Regions from separate parts of the Mus musculus genome. Here regions 2 and 3 are each linked to region 1. Evidence: chromatin contacts called from public ChIA-PET data. All regions are on one chromosome and are shown on one strand. The core of a region is the stretch at or near the end of the contact, and the rest is flanking DNA. Distances in the headings are between cores, read along the strand shown. Region 1 overlaps Lrpprc (leucine-rich PPR-motif containing). Region 2 has its middle 28 kb from the start of Gm46582. Region 3 overlaps Dync2li1 (dynein cytoplasmic 2 light intermediate chain 1).

Region 1 (3,564 bases), core at 506-3,005:
GTGTTGGTAATGAAATGTAAAGGACGGCACGTGTCTGTCCTTGATGAACGGCAAGATCCCTTCTCACTTACACCTCAGCTCATCAGTGTGTCTTTTGATCTCAATATTTTTTAGTCAGTTTGAATGGCATTTTTCAAAATTTCTAGACTTGTGGAATACTTGCATCATAAAGCTAAGCCAATGTGGTAGGAGCAAAAATCTTAACCGGTACAGCCTGCTACTTGCCTGGGGCAGAAGTTGAGCTGACTGAAGTCTTACAGCTTGTTGACCCTGGAAGATGCCGACTGCTTGCTGTGTTTTCTCTGATCCTGCTGACTCATGGCCTTCTCTATCAGTGGCTTGTTGGAGATGCAATAAAATTTTAGGTTGAAGTAACATTATCCATAAGAATATAGACGTCAAAAATATTTATAACTTTAGGGTCACTACTTCTACTTCACCCCAAAACTTAACAAAAATTTAAAATTACACGAGGGTAATTACAGTCCTTTATGTCAACGTTAATATAGTCAAGTCTTTAATGTGTTGTTAGAATAAATAGCAATATATTTTAAAATGTTGCAGAACATTCTGTGTAGTAGTCAAGCCACCTATTTTGTGTACTTTGGAGAGTCCTGTTATATGTGATCAAATTTAGAATAGAATTAGAATTGACTCAGCACTGAAAAAAAAACCAGAGACCAACCAGCCAATCAACCAAACAAAAAAGCCCAATGTTTTGGGCTGGAGAGACGGCTCAGCAGTCAAGAGCACTGACTGCCCTTCCAGAGGTCCTGAGTTCAATCCCCAGCAACCACATGGTGACTCATATCCATCTGTAATGGGATCTGATGCCCTCTTCTGGTGTGTCTGAAGACAGCCACACTGATGGCCTTTCTCAATTGGGTTTTCTTCTTAGAGGACTCTGCCTTGAGTCAAGTGGTTAGAAGTCTACCTAACACACTTTCCTTTTTAAATACATTATTATTGTTGGGTAGGGGACGGTGCATGTGGGCTTCAGAGGAGCTGATGTTCTCCCTTCACCTTACTCTCCATCCAATGTGCATCACGGGCTGTGCTGTGAGCAGCCTTTACTTGCCACGCCAGCTTACTGGCTTGTGTCTCCATCTCTGGCCTACCGAATGCAGTCTTCTGAAACCCATGCAGACCTTAAGCTTCCTGTGTGGCTGAGAGTGGCCTTGAACTTGTGATCCTCCTCCCACCTCCGGTGCTGGGATCATAGGTAGTACCACCCCTTCCGCTGTGTGCCACCTGAGATACATGCCCAGCCCATTTCATAAGAATTTTGAGAGTGCTGGAAAGCCGCTCCGGGAAGGGCTGTTAGGTACCACCAGCCCTGGCCATGCCTGCTGCAGGGAACCTGGCTGTGGGGCCTTCGGAAAATTGTTAAAACATGCAATGCTGTCTTTCCAAAGATAAAAACCAAAAAACATTTAACATTAGGGTATGCCTCTATATATGGTTTTCTACTTTATAAATTGTTTAATAGCATACATAGATAAAATCACTTAAGTTTCAGTCATTTAAGTTTAAAGCCTTTTTTTATTATAATGAGATTTTCTACTTCAAATTTTCTAAAAAAAAATGAAGCTGCACAAAAAATATTTTGAGGCCTTAGGACATACATAGCTGAGTTTGTAGATTGCTTGCCCAGCACGCCGTTTCCCTGAGTTGGCCCCTAGCGCCACGTGAAGTGGATGGAGCAAGATGATCTGTGCCTGTGATCTCAGCCCTCTGGAGGTGGAGGCAGGAGCATGAGCAGTCAGCACATCCTCTCGGGCTTCACACATGTAAATAAGTCACAGTTGGAGCTCTCAGTCAAACGTAGGATGCGGTTTTGTTTAGAAAGAGTAAGACTTTTCTTTCCTCTTACCAACGGTAAAACAAAAGTGTAAGTGGAAAGGAGCCGAGGGCTCCCTTGGCTTGTGGTTGAAAGTCCTGCCATTGTGGGAGGCGGCTTCTGCACTCAAGTCAGCAGCCCCTTGAGGAGATGTTAAAGCACTGGGAAGGGGCAGACCAGGGTTCTCTGCGTAAGAGCTCTTTGGTCAGGATGGACTTTGTGACTTAATTCACAGCACTCTGAACAGTCTGGGTGTTGTTTGGGAAGGTTGCCAGCCATACGTTGAAATGAAAGATCTGGTTTCTTGAACCTAAACTGTGTAAGTCATTATTACCCTTACTGGAGTCATCAAATCAATGCCAGATCTTCAGGTCCTCTTTGTAAACAGAGGATGAGATGCCGTTGATGTTGTCTGACCTCACCAGAACTGAGAGATGGGATGTTTGCTCCTAATTCCTAATTGGTATAGGAAATGCGCCAAAGGCTTAAGCAGAAGGCGTCATGGGGAAATAAGCCCAGGTCACTGTGTTGGTTTTGTCTTTTGTCTCATTGTTGCTCCCCTTGGCCATCAGAAGGTCTGTCTGCCCTGTCTGTCTGTCTGCTCCATTTCTAGCTTAGCCACGCAGACTTTAAAGGAGGAGCTGGTGGAGAGCTGTCAGCAGCACAGACCTTGGAACCCAGACACCTCTGACCTTAAACTCCATAACACGATCCAAATGTTAATGTCTTCTTACAAATTGTCCTCCCAAACTCCATTATCACTCTAGAAAAAGCTTGCTTAAAACCGGTAGTCAATCCACAGCAGAAATAGTACCAGTGTTTTTTCAGTCCTATTCTTCACAACAAAACAAACCCATCCTTAAGTAAAACAGACTAAAATTAAGGGTAGTGTAGGAAAAACAACAACAAAACTGTCCTTTACAAGTTCTGTCTTCTCAGAAATTTAATTTGTGGGTAAAACAGAAGCAAGAATTATTTGTTAATTTATTAGTGGCAGATGCCAAGGTTCATAGCCGTGGTATCTGGGTTCAAATGGTTTCTTTTCTGTTTTCTTTTTAAGATTTATTTATTTAATTTATGTATATGAGTACATTGTAGCTGTCTTCAGACACACCAGAAGAGGGCATCAGATCTCATTACAGATGGTTGTGAGCCACCATACGGTTGCTGGGAATTGAACTCAGGTCCTCTGGAAGACCATTGAGCCATCTTTCCAGCCCAGAAGAAGGCATTCTTAATAGTGTAAAATTGCCACAGAAGCTGAGTATATACAGCTGGACCTGAGGACAAAGCTCAGCGGTCATGGCAAGTCCACATTCATTTATGGTCCTGTTTTTAAAATGGTGTGTCATTTAAACAGGCCATATTTAAGTCTAAGATTTTTCTTTGTTTCAATGAATTGATTTCAAGTTTTATAATACAAAGAATCCACATATACCCTCTAGAGTATAGTATCTTGTCTCATCATTTGTACTGCCTCTATGTCTGTCACATTGTGCGTGGGTGGGGGGCGGGCAAGGAGAGGGTGTTTGTGAATTACTTAAGCTTAATCGTGTGGCCATCCTCTACCATTTCGTATTTCAGTATGTAGTCTAAAAAGACAAGGATGTTCTTTCATGTAACCTCAGTTAACAAAGTTAGGAAGTTAAGCATTCCTGGGCTACTTTTAGCTAACATATAGTTTATGATTCTGTTTTAAAGTTTATGTCCTTTTTCATATTTTA
Region 2 (3,921 bases), core at 318-2,817, 86 kb before region 1:
GGAAGATTTCAACCAGGGTGATGTCTGTGGATGCTCTGAGAAAAGATTAGGTTCTGACACTAGATAATAGTAATACGGCTACTAGATAATAGATAGTACTGTTGTGGTTGTTGTTGGGGGTAGAATACATGCCACAGTGCACATGTGGCAGTTGGAGGGCAACTCCGTGGAATCAGTTCTTTCCTTCCATCTGTGTGAGTTCTGGGATGAAACTCTGGTCCCCGGCTTGGGCCGCAGGCATGATTATCAGCATCTTCTGGATCCCCATACCGGATTGTGAAAGTAGAGTTAAAAGGATTTGATCAAGAATTGACTGCGAGGACTGGAGAGACAGGGCAGTAGTTATGAACACTGGTGTTCCCGTAGATGACCCAGGTTTGTAATCCAACACCTACACCACCTCACAGCACCTCCAGTTCTAGGGGGTCCTATGCCCCCTCTGGCCCCCACAGACACTGCATGCACGTGGTGCACACCGAGACAAGCAGGTGCACACATATATACATAAATAACGATGATAATGATCATCTTTTAAAAATTTTTATTGTTGAGTTTGAGGCCAGCCTGGTCTACAGAGTGAGTTCCAGAATGCCCAAGGCTACACAAAGAAACCCTGTCTTGAAAAACAAAAACCACAACAAACAAATAAACAAACAGAAAATGACAAGACTTTTAGCCTGAGTGTTCACTCGTATGCAGGTAATTCAAATTTGCATCGTAGATATTGAGTCTGGTTGCGAGATTATTAATGTATGTATTAGGTGTCTAAAGAAACCATTCAGACAGACAAAATGCCTAGACATTGGGATGCAAGCACTCAGTAGTTTCCATCTGTGCGTTACACTGCTTAAGTTGTCTCTGAATAATGTAAAATAGAATAAAATGCTATGGAATCAACTAGCAAGTGTGAGAATTAGCAAGCTGGGGTGATTGTCCTGAAAACCAGTCCAATGCAGAGCCATCAGGCCAAGAGACAAAGCGTTCTTTTTTCATCAGCTGGACTGTTGGGAGTCAGGGATATTTAACTCCGGTGTGGTGAGAAACTCACTGGCCCCTTTCAGGGTCCCTGCCTTCCTGTTGACCTGCTGGTTGGAGTTGCATGGGTTGTAAATGACGCTTCTGGAAGAGATGCAATAGACAACTACAGTATAGACAGCAGCTGTGCTCCAGAGACTAGAACATGTCTGAGTAAAGAGAGTGTTGGTAGGCTAATATCGGGTGTTTTTTCACTAACTGTGGCCTTTTCACAGTTGCTGCTGGCTCCTCCCTCTCTCTTTATCCCACTAAAAAATGGCTGAGATCACAGAGCATACCCACGCCAGCACTGCTATGCTGTTCAACCAGGGTGTTTCTCAGAGCTACAGTGTTTGCCTAGCTTGCATGAGGCCCTACATTCAATCCCCAGCCACACACATGCATCACGTACCCTGTTCAAATATATCTCAGGCGTGATAGCTTGTCTGAAACTCAGAAGCACAAAGGAAACCGCACTGCAGCTAAGAGCCTTCCTCCGATGTGCCTTGCAGAAGGTTCCCACATCCCCGCACAGGAAGCGTCTGAACTGCATAGACGTAGAATAGCCACATCCTGCACATGGACCGCTGAGGCTGAACCACCAGCTCACTGCCTAAGCAGTGCCCTAGCGCAGATGCACTCTCAGCGCCCATCTCCCTCTCCAGCCTAGGCATGGCGCGCTGGCTCCAACATGGCCAGCTATCCGTCCTTGAGGCTCCTCCAAGGGAACCGTCCACAGGGTTTGCTCTTGTGACTCACAGTTTACCTGTTCTCCTCTTCTTGCTAATAACAGGAAAGTGATTCCTTCTTTTGACCAGAATCTAACAAGGTCTGGGTCCTTGCTTCTCCCTGATGGTCAGTCCATATGTGACCCATGCTATTGCGTCATCGAGCTTTATCCATTGAAGCTCGTTATCGTGTCTTCAAAAGTGTTCTCTTTACATGCAAAGCATCCCTGGTTCCTCCTCTGTGCTCTCAGGACCAGGGTTCTAGATGTCTTCCTGCCAGTCAGCCGTCCTGCTTCATTGATGTCTGCTGTAAAACCTAAGTTCTGATTTGACCACACATCCATATGTAATTTCTCCTCCCATGCGTGTACATATTCAGAATTTCATCTCACATCAATAGTTACAGGAATTGTAAACTGCTCCAAAGACTGGATTTGAGCTATTGCTGTATAGGATATGTTTTTTATTTATTATTTATTATTTATTTTGGGAATGTATTTGGGGGAGCTTGCTTTCTTTTATAGATTTATTTTTATTTCATGTGTATGGGTGTTTTGTCTGCATGTATGTCTATGCACCACAGGCATGCAGTGCCGGCGGAGGTCAGAAGAGGGTGTTGGGTCTTCTGGAAGTGGAGTTACAGGTGGTTGTTAGCAGCTAACATGGATGCTAGGAACGAAATCCAGGACCTCTAAAAAGCAACAAGTACTCTTAACTGCTGAGCCATCTCTTTAGCCCCTTTCTTCTTTACTTTCTTTTCTTTTCTTTCTAATTGGTCTGGGATTTGCTATGCAAACCTACTAGACTGGTGTTGCAGTTTGCTGTAATCCTCCTGCCTCTATCTTCTTGATGCTAGGATTACAGGTGAGCATCACCAAACCTGGCTGGGAGGTTTTTGCTTTGAGACATGGTCTTAGGCATCCCAGGGTAGATTTGAACTCAGTACACAAACAAGGATGACTTCGAATTGATCCTCCTGCATCTACCTCCTGAGTCCAGGAGAGTGCCATTACACCAGTTTTTAGCAGTGTTGAGGCTCAAACTCAGAGCTTCATGCCTGCTAGATAAGTACCTTATCATCTGAACTATGTCCCCAACTCTGGGAAGTGTTGACCTTCATGGCGTTGATATATTTAATAAGACATAGTAGAGATTTGATCACATCTTTATAATTTAGTAAAACTTAAAACCTTAGCTCTTACTGTGGTACAAACACAGAATAAGAACAATTTTTGGACATTGGAGTTCATTGTAATAAGGCTGTACTTCAATGTCCCTCACATCACCAAAGTATTTTACCTCCATAGTAGATAAGCTAAGAGTTGACAGTTCTGCTGTGCCAAGAAATGAATTGCAGGCACGATTTTTGGATACAGATTTCCTGCTATGGTCAAAGCTATTTGACCTAAGTGATTGTCATCATTCTTGGCCCACAAGGAACAGGTTACATTCGTTTAAGAAATGGTGTGTATATTAAGATGGTCTATCCATGAAGTCATTCATCAACTGTTTCAATGAACAATGGCTCTGCTTGGAAGGTGGCACAGACGTTAGGTGAGGGTAAGATTCTGGTTCATTGGCTATGATGATTTTGAAAAGCATTCATCTCAGAATAAGAGTAACTTATAAAGTCCCCTTCTCAAAATTGATACAATAATTATAAATATCAAGCAAAGCCTTCAGTCTCACTCTTTGCTGTTCTCTTACAAGCCACCTCCCAAATTAATTGTCTACATTTCTTTTGGCTGTATAAATAATTTCGAAATAAGTAAGCTGTTCTGAAAACCATAGTATAGTATGAAAACATCAAATAAACAATCCTACTAATAGAGAGGCTGAGATAGGAGAAGCATGATTTCAAAACCATTATATGTACAAACAAGCAGAAAGTGTATATGGATTGTACAATATTGGACCTATTTCTCCCATTACCAAATTAGAGAGACCATGGGATGATAGCTGACAAATTTCTAACTCCTCATATTTTTGAATTTCAATTGATTAGGGTATGTTTGTAATATTGATTTTCATATTAATGAAAAGTGATGGTTACTTCCTGTTAATTTTCTTGTTAGAGGTGGAATTGTTTGTGTGGGTTTGTTGAAAGATGATTACTTTCTTGCTTCGTCTATGTTGCAGTTTCACTCCTTGTGTTGGTGTTTTCCATCTATTATCTTTT
Region 3 (3,748 bases), core at 85-2,584, 120 kb after region 1:
AGGTAGATCTGGAAACCAATAGCAGGCACTTTCGATTCTTGTACATTTATGTGTCGTATAACTCTTTCTTTTCTCTTTCTTTCTTTCTTTCTTTCTTTCTTTCTTTCTTTCTTTCTTTCTTCCTTCCTTCCTTCCTTCCTTCCTCCCTCCCTCCCTCCCTCCCTCCCTCCCTCTTCCCCTCTTTCTTTTTCTTTTTTCTTTCTTTTTCTTTTTCTTTTCTCTCCTTCCTTCCTTCCTTCCTTCCTTCCTTCCTTCCTTCCTTCCTTCCTTCCTTTCTTATTTTATGAGACAAGGGCTCACTACACAGTCCTGACTGGACTGGAGCTTACTACATGGACTAGCCCGACTTTGAACTCACAAAGATCCACCTGCTTCCACCTCCTGAGTGCTGGGATCATGGGTGTGTCCTACCAAACAGTTCTTTAAGACACTCTCTAGTGGGAGAACATTGGAACTAGATCATTCTCTACAAATGTGCTTTTGTATGGAGTAGTAGGACCTTCTCTGGCCTGTTCTTCCCACACCTATGTTTGAGAAATGGTCCCCTAGGAATTTCTGTCCCCACACCACATGTGACTCTACTCTAGGTCAGGCAGGCACGCTCCAGGCAGGCCTCACGCCCAGGAGCAGAGTGGACAAATACAGTGATTCCAGGCTTTTCTGTGTGGCTTTTGTTGGTGGGGTTTGTCTTCTTGTCTTTCTTTTGTTTGCTTCAGCTCCCCCCACTTTTGAGAGAGAAAGAATCTGAAGCTGGGGGAGTGGAGGGGGGGGAGTGGAGGGGGGGGAGGCTCTGGGAGGCTTGGAGAAGGGGAAGTATGCTCCACATACAGTGTGCGTATAGCAAGTCTAGAGATAATTCGTAAATTATGAGAACGGAGGCAGTTATTTTTATTTGAAAAAGAGAAAAAGTGCCATCTATATTGTAGGTGATCAAAGAACCCTAGACCATCAAGCTCCAAAGAAATCTCACTTCATGCTGGGCCTGCCGTCACATGTCTGTCTATAACTTATTGATACTCAGAAGCTGAGGCAGGAGAGTTGCAAACTTGGGGCCATCTGGGCTACATAATGAGTTTCAGGCCCGTCTGAGATACAGAGTGGAAAAAGAGACAAAACCCCAAGCCCCAAAGTGAAAACACCACACACGAAACAAGGAACTCACTATCAGAGGGGCAGAAGTCGGCCAAAGAACTGTACGGACATTGTAAATAAATCTTTTCAACATTTTAAGGTACAAAAGAGAAAGCTGAAATGTTCTCTCAGATTACACGGACTTCCTGCCAGCTGAGCTGCACGTGAGGTTAAAACCCACATCTGTGCCAGGCACCACTGGTGGGCTTCCTGTTTGCAGATAACGTAAGCCATCTCAGCACCATGGCCTCCCACCTGAGGCCTGGGACAGGACTTCAGGACGGACTCACCGTGTTGTGCCCCTTGGTCTTCCTTCCGTACGTGTACTCCAACGCTAAGGTCGGCTTTGCTGACTCATCCCTGCACGATAAAGGCAGACGCTATTAGCATGATGGTGGGTCATTCTCACCTCCTCTTAAACACTTTGTGAATAATATCGAATATTTTATATTAATAATGAATACTAGCACCGAGGTAAAGCTATAATAATGTTATTCCACAAGACACAAACAAGCCCCTCAAACACTGTCCTGGGGGCTGTAGTGGCAGAGGCGGGAGTGAACAACGATGCCCGATGCCCAAATGGATGGCTGCTTTGCGGGGCCAGCGGAGACACAGCGAGCGGGCAGCGCCAAGGGCCATGCTCTGTCCCCAGCTCTCTGATCCCATGCCATGTGGGGAATACTGACTCGTTGGATCAGCCTCAATGTCTGAGCTGAGAACCAAATGCCAGGCACCGAGTAAGGACACAGTGGGAGATTTTTATGTTGTTCTTTATTTCAAATCTCAGCCAAAATATGAGAGTTGAAAAAAAAAAACCTATATGAACAAGGACATAAAACCAACAAATGATTTGGAAGATATTTAAATGATTTAATAAATTACTTATATAACTTTAAATTATTTGGAAAGCAATTAATGGTATATATTTGTTTTAAATGTTGTAAGAAAATATATGCACTAAACCGTTTTGGCATACCTTTTTAAGTGTGCAGTTCACAGTGTGAAGCACCTTCATTCACACTGCTGTGCACCCAAGCCTCGTGGCTTCTCAACTCCGTATGCACTGAATAATGTCCCACATCCTTCCCTCCCAGCCTCAGCTTCTCCCCTCACTTCTGCTTCTCTGAGACTCACTGCTTGAGGACCCCATACAGAAGGAATCAGACAGCTTTGTCTGTTTGGTGACTGGCTCATTTCACGTAGCATAGTGTCTTCAAAGTTCACACACATTATAGAATATGAAAGAATGTATTTCCTTTTTAAATAAAAGACTTCTTATGTAGATGAGTAGGGCCTGCACGCATGTGTGTGCACCATGTGCATGTGTGTATACACCATGTGCACGTGTGTGCACCGTGCACCGTGAGCATGCCGGGTGCCTGTGGAGGTCAGAGGATCTGGATGCCTCGGAGTTACAGATCGTCGTGAGCTACCGTGTAGGTGCTGGGGAGCAAGCCTGGGTCCTCTGCAAGGACAGCAGGTGCTGCCCAATTCTGGATTTCTTTCCCTTTCGAGGTGGAATAATATTATATTTAGTTCAAACTAGGAGAACAAAGACCACAAATTTAGAATTTCTATTTGTTGAATATTTTGAACTTTATCTTGGCAGATATTCTTGGTATACACACCAAGTATTATTTAGTTATATTTCCTTAAAGATATAGCTCTTTTAGGAAGCAAAATACTTCCCCTGAAATAAAACATCTAACATGGTTAAACCACAATTTGAAAAATCGTTCCGTTTCTGGGTACACCACAAGAAAGCCTAAGTGAACAATTCCCGCCCAGTGTCACAGCTTGTAGTGCTTTGAACTAGTGTTACACTGGATGGTTTATTATAGGAAACACTGATCACAATCATTGCTCATCAATCAGGCAGAATAAAAAGAACGTACACACCACAGCGACACAGCCCCAAAGTATATGAGCACCAGGAGGCTGTGTAACTGCGGTGACATTTCTTCTTTGAACAGGAACATCTAGTATGGATCCTGAATGCTTTTGGCTTTCTTAGTCTTATCTTTAAAGGTGCTCTTAAAGGTTGTATTCAAGATTCGGAATATCTTTAAAGTTGCAATTAAGATTGAGAATTAAATATTTTGAGTCTCAAAATTATTCCTTCTTCCGAGTCTTTTGAGGCCTAACTTGTCTGTTGTAGCTGGAACAAACCTGAGTGCTATGTTAGAGAGTTGACGAAACGCTTACCTGTCAAGACACCTTAGGATAATGGTTGTCTTTCCCTAGAAATTAAGAAGAAAGAATACTGTGTTAATGTCACCCACATGTAAAACTTTATTAGTGTTTGTAACTGTGGCCCAAAATAGCTTTTTAAATCATTTGAATGATAAATTACCTGGAAACTAAAAACTAGAAACTTTCAGAACTGCGTCAAAGTTTGATAAGTGGGAAAAGTGAGCTGTCAAACTTCTATCACACCGCTATTATTATAATTATCAAGTCCACAGATGACAAACATTAGCAAATCACATCTCACGCTCGTGGTCACCTGACAGCTGTCTTAAACTTCCTTAACTCAGCAATGCTAATTAAGGGTTAGCCTGACAAGAGCGTTCTAAAATGTTTCCATCCCAATTGTCGAGGTGGAAATAAAGAC

What was found. ChIA-PET counts read pairs in DNA pulled down with a chosen protein or histone mark.
Region 2: a contact with region 1 is called in an RNA polymerase II ChIA-PET map of memory CD8 T cells, with 30 read pairs. The contact joins two enhancer-like sites. A contact is called at or near these places in 1 of 39 promoter capture datasets (the HPC-7 cell line), 1 of 15 datasets of contacts at CTCF or cohesin (pro-B cells), 16 of 484 Hi-C or Micro-C datasets (CD8 T cells, the G1E-ER4 cell line, the HL-1 cell line and 12 more), 3 of 115 datasets of contacts at active chromatin or transcription factors (effector CD8 T cells, epiblast stem cells and memory CD8 T cells) and 1 of 9 other capture datasets (liver).
Region 3: an RNA polymerase II ChIA-PET map of memory CD8 T cells shows a contact between it and region 1, with 11 read pairs. The contact joins two enhancer-like sites. A contact is called at or near these places in 4 of 39 promoter capture datasets (the 3T3-L1 cell line, hippocampal neurons and liver), 1 of 484 Hi-C or Micro-C datasets (nephron progenitors) and 2 of 115 datasets of contacts at active chromatin or transcription factors (embryonic stem cells and memory CD8 T cells).

Annotation. Positions count from the first base shown.
Region 1 is chr17:84,756,827-84,760,390 of GRCm38.p6, reverse strand. The region is part of intron 14 of Lrpprc (leucine-rich PPR-motif containing); the gene reads left to right. Among named protein-coding and RNA genes, the nearest start is that of Lrpprc, 32 kb to the left of the region's middle. Within about 2 kb of position 1,755, at least 34 of the 459 cell types and tissues checked have an H3K27ac peak or open chromatin away from gene starts, as enhancers often do. A contact at or near this core is called in CD8 T cells, Th1 cells, effector CD8 T cells and 1 more, where this site is marked.
Region 2 is chr17:84,842,752-84,846,672 of GRCm38.p6, reverse strand. No RefSeq gene overlaps it. Among named protein-coding and RNA genes, the nearest start is that of Gm46582, 28 kb to the right of the region's middle. Within about 2 kb of position 1,567, at least 75 of the 459 cell types and tissues checked have an H3K27ac peak or open chromatin away from gene starts, as enhancers often do. A contact at or near this core is called in CD8 T cells, Th1 cells, effector CD8 T cells and 1 more, where this site is marked.
Region 3 is chr17:84,631,262-84,635,009 of GRCm38.p6, reverse strand. It overlaps Dync2li1 (dynein cytoplasmic 2 light intermediate chain 1), which reads right to left. Exons shown (of 13, transcript NM_172256.2): 3 at 3,340-3,374; 4 at 1,422-1,491. Among named protein-coding and RNA genes, the nearest start is that of Dync2li1, 6.7 kb to the right of the region's middle. Within about 2 kb of position 1,334, at least 45 of the 459 cell types and tissues checked have an H3K27ac peak or open chromatin away from gene starts, as enhancers often do. A contact at or near this core is called in memory CD8 T cells, where this site is marked.